Regions from separate parts of the Zea mays genome. Here region 1 is linked to region 2. A link is a contact called in public Hi-C data. All regions are on one chromosome and are shown on one strand. Each heading gives the region's core, a stretch centred on a gene start, on an enhancer-like site or on the middle of the called end of the contact. The rest is flanking DNA. Distances are from core to core; before and after follow the strand shown.

Region 1 (5,375 bases), core at 614-3,113, 170 kb after region 2:
TGTTTACATTCAACTCGATGGTGATGAATTTAGAAACATATATATTAGGGTGTGTCCTCTACACGAGCCGGTTTACAGGAATCAGGGTAGAGTTCATTCTAACCGTCTATCCGCGCCCTTGATCAAGAGGGCTATCCTAACTATTGGTTGCAGCCCTCAGTCACACAACGTCATATAAGTAGATTAAGGGGGCCAGCAGGTTTAGCCAACCCTAATCACTCGACCACAAACCCTAATTGACACCAACAAAGGTTCCCATCACCTAAGCGTGTGTAGTGACAGGAAGAGTTGCGATCATGGCATCGGGCTCCGTGATCACTCCAACGGGCACGGGATCCAAGCCTCCGCCTGTAGATGCTACTGGAGGAGAAGATCCATTGCCGACCGGCGACGACGAACATCAACCTTGCAAGAACACACATGGAGGTGGTGGAGGAGAAGGAGAAGGCAAGTCTACTATGCCAGACGCTATCACCATTGCTGCCACCATAAACAACAACAACGAAGGTACGTCTACCTACACCTCTCAATAAATTAGAGCTACTCATCATCAAGGTTTTTCTAGTACGGATTGGTATTCTAGAGGCTTAGAAATTGATCATAGGCACCACAAAACCTAACAATGGCATCGAAGCCAACCAAAGTAATTCTAGATCTTCTAATCTGCACATGATTTTGATATCACAGAAAAGATCTCGGGTCAAAGTGATTGAACTCAATTTTAATCATCAACGTTTAATCACCCTAAGAATAGAAAAACAAAGAAGTTAATAGAGAGATTAGATCTCGGGTTAGGGTTATGTTTGTGATTTCGGCCACAGTAAGAGGCACGGAGGTCTCGACCAAACACCAATAGAATGTTGTCTCTCTATATCTATTTTTTTATGCTATTGTTCTGCCAATCAATCACTAGTGAAACATCAATATCATTTCTATTTGTATTAAATTATGAGTTTCCGTTAGTATTTCCGTTTTCGTTCGTTTTCGCAATTCCGTTTATCCCACTCCCGTTTCTGTTCCCGACTATTCCGGACCCAATGCCGTTTTCGATGATAAAATGCGGATACGAAAATGGGAGAGTGTTTTTTCCGTCCATTTTCATCCCTACTTACCATGAAACAAACTGATTCAATGTGAAATGCTCCCAAGCGGCATTATGTGTGTTACCCATAACTAGTTAGTTGCTCGCTCGCGTGTTAGTTTGTATATTCACAATATTTACGATATCTATCTTTTGTAGAACAGAGTGGTTAGAAGCTGAACGTGGGAGGGAGAGGGCCACAATATGAACCTCAAGTGGCGCCACTCATTTTTTGTTTTCCTCGCGAGGTATGAAGGAACTCTCACTTTATGCCTTGTTCGGTTAATCCCGTTACCAATGGATTGGATGTGATTGGAAAAAGTTAAGAAGGAGTTTGACTTACTTGGAATTTAAACTTATCCAATCCCACTCAATCCACATGGATTGAGAGCTAACCGAACAAGCCCTTAAAGATATAGTGACGGTAGTATTTGTGCAGATATGGGCTGCTCACCATACATTAGCAAAGAAAATGTCAGATTTCTCTAGATTAACCATTTGTGCAGATCCTCGACTACACATATTCAAAATTTCCAACAATCTATTGGTCCCTCTTTGGCGATGCTTCTGATCAGACAATGCAGTCATACCACAACGAGAAGTTGCGAGATCTAGGGAGTGAATTCCAACTCCCCTCGAAAGCTGTTCGAAACCACCCATATCCATCTGCTGCCTGGCAAGTTCGTTGAAGCTTTGACCATCGCGCTTTGGCCTTTGGAGGAAAGCCAACACACGTCACCTCCGCGCGTGCCTCCGTGACCATCGCGCTTTGGCCTTTATTAGAGGAGCGGGCGGGCGGCGGGCGCTCCCCCGGACGGACGGACGGACAGACAGCGCCCCCGCGATCCAAGCTGGGCTGCAATGATCAGGCAAAGAATTCGGAAAGGTTTTGTCGATCGCGATCGCGTATGAATATGATGGTTCCGGTGTCAAAAAGCGGTCTCTGATCATCATAACCCCCGTCATCATGCGAGCGATTAGGCGCCTGCGCCTCCTCCAGATGCCAGCTCGTCTCGTCACCCCGCGGCGGCGGCGGCGCGCGTGCGCGGTGCGCCGCCGCGTACTCGTGTGTGCGGTGGGAGAGCATGCGTTCCTGCAGCGACCGGGCGCTGTACCAACTGACTGTACGCGACGGGCGGCGGCGGCATCTTCGACTTCGTAGCAAGCACTACGGCTACAGTCGCTACGCCGAGCCACACTACGGGGCAACGACACGGCATGTTCGGTTACACCAATCCAGAGGGGATTAAAGGGGATTAAATCTTCTTATAGTCATTTTTTACTAGAAGGGGATTTAATCCCCTCTAATCCCCCTCTGGATTTGTGTAACCGAACAAGCCCGGCTGGGCTGGAGAAAGGGAAAGAGGCGCGATTAAAGCTGCGGGGCCGTTGCTTTTCTCCGGCGCTTTTGATTTGATTCCCATGCAAATACTACCAAGTCCTCCTATCCCAGCTTTGAGGCCAGAAAAAAGAAGTTGTTTTTTCTTCTCTGTTTGGGCCCTTCTCCCTGCCATTCCTCGCGAGCTTCGAGGGAGGCTTTGCTGCTCGGTCCTGACGAGCCGTTGTTTTCAAAGACAGGCAGAGACAGGCGTAGGAGCAGTAGTAATTTTAATGACAGGCTTCTGGTGGATCGGGTTGAATGCTCATGTTCCCCTTCTCTCTCGCTGGCATTGGATTCTCGTTCCCTGCTCCAGGGATGCAGTCCCATGTCGACGAACAAAGGAATGCAGGCTCCCAGCTGGTCGATCACGATCCAGTGACTTGTGCTGTCCTGTGTGCAGTTGGGCGTTGGCTCACTGCTGCAGCAAGCAAGCATCGCCCGTTGGAGCAATCCTCCATCACCGAACGCAACGCTGGTTCTGCTATGTGGCGCATCAATCACGATTCACGCCAAAGCGTCGCTTTGTGATGCTTCCCCCCCCCCCCCCCCCCCACCCACCCTCCTCCTCCGTCTCCACGTCTAGGGATCGGCGCCGGGAGCATGGAAGTAAGCGCGCGTCTGAGCGCAAGCGGAAAAAGAACACCGATGCGATGCGGTGAGCTCTGAGAGCTTTGCCTTTACTCCATGCGATGCGAGCTAGTAGAGGACAAGTGAGGAGGAGGGCGCGGATCGCCCAAACCGATCGCCGAGCTCTAATTTTGGTAAAGCGCCCGCGCTTCGATCCTCTCTGCCGCTTTGCAGTGCAGGGCCGCGCCACAGGATCTCGAGGGGGATCGATCGGATCCGTCCACGCCCGCGCGCGGCGCCACCGTGCCCGTGCCCCCGTGGTCGAGCGAGCTCCGGGGACCGGGAAAGCCGAGCGAGGCGAATCGACTCGCACGTTACCGCAATCATGAACGGTGCGCTTTCTCGTGCTCGCTCGTCGTTCCGGCCCGTCCTCGCCCCGATGGATCAGCTGTTCTTTTCCCCCCCTCCTCTGGGCGTCTCAGCTCAGGCTCTCTGGCGGTCTGGCTGATGCCCGAGACCTTGGCAGCCGTGTGCCTTTCGCGGGAAATGGCGAGGGCGGAAAGGCGCTGTGGAAAATGTGGCGACGGGGGGATCAGGGATCAACAACCCTTTCTTGCTCGCCTAGTCGCCTTTGCCTTCCGTTTGAATGCGAGGCTAGTTCTGTAGGCAATCACGCCTCTTTTTACAACTGAGGTGACGGAACAACAGCGCTTTGCTGCATGACCAAACAAATTTCAAAAGGAGCCCTGTTATCGCGCTCTCAAGTGAACAGCCGGTCTAGTCTAGGGCAGGCTCGCCAATGTTGCGCACAGGTGCGAATAGCGATGAAAACGAACGGACGGAAAAACCTCTCTTGTTTATTATCGGAAACAGAATCGGCTCCGAAATAGTCGGGAACCAAAACGGGAGCGGGATAAACCGAATTGCGAAAACGAACGGAAACGAAAATATTAACGGAAACTCATAATTTAATACAAATAGAAATGATATTGATGTTTGACTAGTGATTGATTGACAGAACAATAACATAAAACAAATAGATATAGAGAGACATCATTCTATTGTTGTTTGGTTGTTAATAGTGTATATTTAGCTACATCTGATGTTGTTTAAGACTTTAAACCATTTGTCATTGAAAAGAACCGATGGTAACAATGGCCACTTGCGCTATAATTTGTCAAAAGACACGAAGCTTTAGTTTATATAATAATGTATATTAGATTCATCCCATATTTATCAAATACGGAATAAATACGGGTTTAATTCAGATAAAAACAGGATCCCGCAAAAAACGGACGAAATAAATCTTCTAACGTTTCCATCTCGTTTCCATATTTTTCCATAAATACGAAAACGATCGGGTCAAATATAGAAAACAATATGGATCTGAACGAGATTTTACCCGTCCTTTCTAAGCCTAGGGACGGAGAAAACCACGTTTGCCCCTTTTTGAAATTGACCCGTTTAACCCGGCGACAAAGACGTGATCAAGTACTACAGAATGAAGACGACAGGATGTGAAACGGCGTCGGCGTGCCTCGTGAGCTTGCCTGCAACGCCGGCGCCCGGTTTTGTTTGCTCATGCAGTAGCACCGGCCATTTTTTTTAAAAATCCTTCTGCCACAGGATACGTTTGGAACTATTGCGCTAATGACGAGCAGCTGTGATTTAGTTCTAGTCTATCCAAACATGTACGTGTATTAATAAACAGGCTAAACATATCTAGTTTCTCGCTAAAAACTAGGCGAATCTGATACGGACAATATAGGATAGAATATGTAATTAGCAAAAATCCGTCGTTATCCGCAAATTCTATGTGGATTATCCGATGTTTAAAATAGATAATCCGATATTCTCCTCCTTATACTAAAAACCAATGATGATTCAAATATTTAGAGAAAAAATATGTTAGATGAGAACTCGTATTAGGTAATATGGTTGTTTTATGTACTTATCGGACAATAATTAATCATTTGAGAATGGCATCTTGTTCAGTGTTAATTGTGAGCAACCATATATACACTGCAATGTAAGATTATTGTCTACTACAAGACAATCTTATAGTTATTTACGTCACATATTACTTGACTATTTAAGTCCATATTCAATCCGCTTCTGCTGTCTCTACGCCATTTCCACATCTAAAATTTGCATTCGCATCCATATTTATGTATTATCCGCCCCCACTTGAATTAGGATATGGTGTTAGCAAACAATATTGTTAGAAAATAAAATATACATAAAGATTTACGTGGAAAAATCTCCTCCAATATGGACGAGAAACAACAACGAGGAAACAGATCCACTATCAAACGCAGATTACAAGTTACACGGAGGGCCTATATT
Region 2 (5,655 bases), core at 2,426-4,925:
ACAACTGCAACTTTATTGCACTACGCCTCCACCACTACAGTACTAGAGTTTATTACGGTACACAAGCAGCTGGTACAAAAACCACACTCGGGACAGCTTGACGTATTTACAGTGACGCAGGGTGCAAAGTCACCAGCCACTGAGGGCAGTCCGGCCTCCTTCCAGCAAGGGAGTAATACGCAAGGACCTGGGCATGGGTGTCAACACAAGGCTGTCCATCTGCCATCACCCGATAAGCGCTCTCGGGAATGGGAGGCGCGAATTCAATGTTCCAGTACGGCCTGGCCATGAGCATGAGGTCCTGGCCCGTTCGAGAGGCTCTGTACCCCTGCACCCATATGTACCTCAGCGAGGGCATCTGGAGCACGGCCACTGCCAGAGCTCGCTCGCTGAAGCAGCAGCCCCTCAGCTCGAGCTTCCGCAGGTTGGTGCATCCCGTTGCAAACTGGATCAATCCGTTGTCAGATTCACCAACGTTGCCGAGCAGCATGTATTGGATGTTCCCACTGTATAGTCCAATGTAACCGAGGCCTACGTCTGAAAGCCCTCCCGGTCTCAGGTAGAAGGCAAACCTCCGAAGTTTGACGCAGTTCCTCAGTAGGGCACGGACGCCGTTGTCAAGTGGCAGGTCTGTTATCTTCTTCTGTTTGTCAAGTAGAACAAGCCGGAAATCATAGAGATTCTTGCAGAAAGTGCCAATGGATTCCAGCGCCCCATTTGTGATATCAGATACATAGGCAGCTATGTACTCTAGTTCGCGGCAGCCAACGGCTACGGCTGTCAAACCTATCTGAGAGACTCCTCCCTGCTCTTCTTGGCCAGGATCATCGTCGCCACGCTCAATTCTGAGCCTTCGTAGCTTCTTGCATGTAGCAGCAACAACTTCTAGTCCTCTATCCCCAATCACATTCCTCACCTGTCGAGAGCATCTACCTTGTCAGTTGAAATTAGATAGTCACTTATTTTAGACACACGAGTAATATTAAAGATGTCCAAAAACATTACCTCGAGAACACTTAGGTTGGGGCATTTAGCAATAAGCTGACAGTGGTCTTCAGTGGTGAGGAAAGTGAACTGCAAGTCCAGTTTCTTAAGCATTGTGGAATACGGAAAGATAACTGGCATCTCGTTTTTACCCATGAAGGTAAGACCCCCTAAGAAGCATAGCCTAGGTGGGAAAATGACCTTTTCGTACTTGGTGTACTCTCCAACTTCAAAAAAGGCACCACCGGCGAATTCTTGCAATGCTTTGGAGGTTTGGAAAAACCCAATCAGATCTGAAAGATCACAGTCACCCATCTTCAAAGAAATCAATGATTTACAGTTCTTTGCAAGAAGCTCCAGATCAGCAGGCTCCACTTTGAGTTCTGTCATGTAAAAGTTCAGTGTCACCAGAACAGAATTGTTGACAGCGAGTTCATGGAGCCATTCACTCCCTTCATCCTCAATTATACATTCTTCCAGGAACAAGGTTCTCAGAGACCTGTCAAGACGATTTATGACAAGTTACTGTTGTGATATCATGCAGCCAAAGCAACTAGAATGATAAATTCACTGTGCATCATCAGTAAATGATACGTAAAATATGAATTGTGTGTGTGTCAAACACAAAACTTCCATGAAAATCTATTATTCAACATCCTTAAGCCAACTGGTTCAACAACATTATTATAGAATTCAAACTAAGAAATAAAAAATTAAACCGCCCAAAAAGACTTCTGGGAAGAAGAAAGGAAAAAGATGCTGACTGAAATACAAGTCATGGTACCATATGAGATGTGTTCTTGATTGAATTGGTAGATAACTGAAGTAAACAACGCGCAAAACAGCAACCAAATTTTGGTCAAAATGTGTTTCATTGAGGACATGAGTGCTCTGCCTTGGTGACACCTCAAACAGCCTGCTTATGCGAAATTGTTGTACTAAGAACTGGGACTCCTCACGTAACATGACCAAGTACAAGTACATATTGAAATGGAAACAAAAAACACTGAACTAACAATCAAACCAGCAGTGCTAGGGATGTGTGTTTTGCATATCTAAAACTCTTGTTGATTTATGCGAAATTGTTGTACTAAGAACCGGGACTCCTCACGTAACATGACCAAGTACAAGTACATATTGAAATGGAAACAAAAAACACTGAACTAACAATCAAACCAGCAGTGCTAGGGATGTGTGTTTTGCATATCTAAAGCTCTTGCTGATTTATGCGAAATTGTTGTACTAAGAACTGGGACTCCTCACGTAACATGACCAAGTACAAGTACATATTGAAATGGAAACAAAAAACACTGAACTAACAATCAAACCAGCAGTGCTAGGGATGTGTGTTTTGCATATCTAAAGCTCTTGTTGATTTATGCGAAATTGTTGTACTAAGAACTGGGACTCCTCACGTAACATGACCAAGTACAAGTACATATTGAAATGGAAACAAAAAACACTGAACTAACAATCAAACCAGCAGTGCTAGGGATGTGTGTTTTGCATATCTAAAGCTCTTGTTTATTTGTCTTCAAGAAAATTATCGCATGTTATGGCCTAAGATCGCATCAGAGCTTGCCCATGACAATATCTCAGAAAAGAGGAAGGAAAATCCAGAAGCGGGCGAGCTGCATCTTGTCCGTATTAGAACATGTGAGTACTTAGAGAAACTGACACACGGCTCGATCTTATCTCTGTTACTCCGTTTTAGGAACATCTCCACGGGACGAAGAATCATGATCTCTCTAGAGGGGGGAAATATCAAGTACTCAAGTGCGCAACTACCCAGCTTACTTTCCCCGCACACCGTAATGGGAAAGCAGGCCGAACAAACACGGCGTTGCAGATCAGCAGATGAACACGACTACACGACGAACATAAGTACGGGTACTACCTGCAGGAGCGCGCGACGAGGCAGAGGGCGTCTGTTGAGAAGCCGGAGCACTTGTCGAGCTTGAGCACCTGTAGCATGTGGCCGCGCGCGCGGACGAGCACGGCGATGTCCTCGTCGGTGACGGTCATGCGGCGCAGGTGGAGCGCCTTGAGGCAGTCAAGGGGCGCGGCGAGCTCGGCGACCCAGGGCGCCGCGTAGGCGCCAAAGTCTTCGGGGATGAGCCCGTACATGGCGGCGCGGGGCCTCCCCTTGAGCGCGAGCGACTCGAGCCGCGGGAACCTGGCGAGCAGCCGCGCGGGCTCCACGGCGTAGCAGAAGCCCACGGTGACGTGCTTGCGCGAGAGCGCGTCGATGCGGTGCCAGAGGCGGCACACGAGCGAGGCCGCCTCCCGGTCTCGCGGGTCGTCCATGTAGCCGAACACGAGGTGCAGCGCCTCCTCGGGGACGCCGCCGCAGCCGAAGCTGAGCGCGCGGCTCAGCCGGCGCGGCTCCGGCACCTCACCGCCCATCGGTCGGGATAGGGGAGCGAATCTGCTACCGCGCGGGGCCGGCTCGTCGGAGATCTAGCCGAGCGGGGGCATGGAGATTTTTGCTGCACCTGCCGCTGTGATTTCTGCAGGTGTGGTGTGGGCTTGCGAGAGGACGGGAGGAGAGGCGGAAGGGAATTATTGGAGGTAGGAGCAAGCCTCTGCCTCGCCTCCGCAAGAGCGAGGGATGAGTAGTAGCGGCCAGCGAGGAACGGGGAATGGAGGCTGCGCTTACTCCGTTCCTGCGCCGATCAGCCGGTGGTTTCACGCCACGTAAGCACCCGGGTGCAGGAGGTGAGGTGATAAATTACGTCGCCCGCCGGGCGCAGCACAGTGCTCAGTGAGCTGCACCACAACCAGCTCAAAAGGGTGTCTGTCCGTGTGTCTCCCTTGTCTGTGATAAGAGAGAAATCAATTATGCTATGCGGCTATGCCCATTCCGTAGCAACAACAGACTTGTTTTTTTGTGCGAATCTTAGGCTGGTTCTAGCGTTGCTAGGCTCCTACCGATCATACAACGATGTGGTCAATCTTTATCTACCATAATGTTTTAATGCACAGACTTCATCAGCGTATAGTCATCTCAATATCACATTAGCTTTCTTTTTATAAACCTTTATTTAAAATAAAACATGAAATTGTATTAGAAAAATCATCGACCACATAATTAAAAAAATAGAAAATAAATAACTTTTAAAAAGAATCACAAATTACATTATTTGAAAAAAATACACATTTCTTAAAACAATTAAAAATATACTACTTGAAAAATACATAATTATTAAAAAAATAAAATCTAATTTTTATGGTGCAGGTCTTAGATATACTTTATTAAATTATATTGGAACTGATCATAACTAAACTAGTATGGATTGTGGCCTCACGTTAAAGAATGGTTGCAAAGTTCATAGGTGCTTCTGGACTCCGGAGTGATGGTTGGTACTGCAACAGAGAACTCGACTATATCACAATCATCCACATCGTATGCTTCTTCAAGCTCATCCTTAATGATCATATTGTGCAGAATAATACATACACACATGGTCACACTGAGTACTTGGTGAGAAAAAAGAATGATCTAGCCTAGTGACAATGTGGAAGCGAGCCTTAAAGACCCCAAATGATATCCCTATATCCTCCATGTGCCCTTCTAGCATGCAACAGGCATCTGCTGTTTTAGAGTCTATGGGAAGGGAATGGTCCTCATAAACAACGACATCCAACGGGATAGCTCCTCCATCGGCAAAGTAGTTCCCTTGGGTGTACTCATGTCTATTTATCGTGAAATTCACATTTGGTGCTTCTTGTTTAAGCATGTTAGTGAACAACAATGCCTGGTGACTAGTTGAGCACGTTGACGCGTTGTTAGACCCCCAAAACCTCGCAAAAAAGCATGCCAAATCCATACGTTACATGAGGTAATCGCCTTGAGCATGATGATTGGGGATTATGTTTACTCTTATAAATTGTAATATGCATCCAATTGGATAGCTCCTCCACTACTAATCCATACAATCTATACTTCCTATCATACTAGAAAATCCCATCTCCTCCTCGTTAGCTAAAAGTTACCTAAGATCATAACAGTGGGACGACAACTATACTTCTCACTAAAACATGAAATAACCCCCTTATAGGAATGTTCTATCCTTCGAGGCACTCTAAGGCCAACCTTTTTGTATTTCGATATACTTATCAATAGAGTCAACAACACTACTATAGGCGAGCATACATAGGGTGGTGGTGCATTTTTGGTAGGGGGAGAAATCGTTGCGGTTGAGTGCATCGATTCTAAGAGTGAAATAGGAAAAATGCTCACCTAACCTAAGCAAGATTTGAAGAAACATACTCTTTCACATGTGGTACCTTCAAAGAAAGTAAAGTGAAGGGTAGATACACGGGTCGTTAAAGTAGTCTTGCATCAATCGGTCGTGGACGCCTTCACAATCATGTTTGATGTAACTCTGAAGTTGTGTCCCTTACCTCCTCCTCGTTAAAGATCTGAAGGAAAGCTTTATGGTCGCATGCATCATAGTTTGATGCAACATATCAAGCATCTTGTCTTCAATCATCTCAACATCTGAGCTCGAGTAAGACATAGCAACAATAGTTTAGTGAAGTGAAACGAAAGTAAGAGGAGTGCGATATGAAGCGGTAAGAACAATTTTGAGAGTTAGGGTGTGAATAAACTCAAACAACCCTCCCAATTTATAGGCTAGTTTCTAGGATTTTTTATTTATATAGTAA

What was found. A called contact is a pair of places that touch in the nucleus more often than the background predicts.
Region 1: a Hi-C map of bundle sheath shows a contact between it and region 2, with 2.2 times the contacts expected there. The contact joins the enhancer-like site here to the promoter of LOC100281510 in region 2. A contact is called at or near these places in 2 of 25 Hi-C or Micro-C datasets (bundle sheath and endosperm).

Annotation. Positions count from the first base shown.
Region 1 is chr3:183,805,553-183,810,927 of Zm-B73-REFERENCE-NAM-5.0, forward strand. No RefSeq gene overlaps it. Among protein-coding and RNA genes, the nearest start is that of LOC103651003, 27 kb to the right of the region's middle. Within about 2 kb of position 1,864, at least 14 of the 20 cell types and tissues checked have an H3K27ac peak or open chromatin away from gene starts, as enhancers often do. A contact at or near this core is called in bundle sheath, where this site is marked.
Region 2 is chr3:183,634,064-183,639,718 of Zm-B73-REFERENCE-NAM-5.0, forward strand. LOC100281510 reads right to left here and starts at 3,676. Exons shown (of 3, transcript NM_001154428.3): 1 at 2,882-3,676; 2 at 1,006-1,483; 3 at 1-916. The coding sequence starts at 3,390. The coding sequence ends at 107.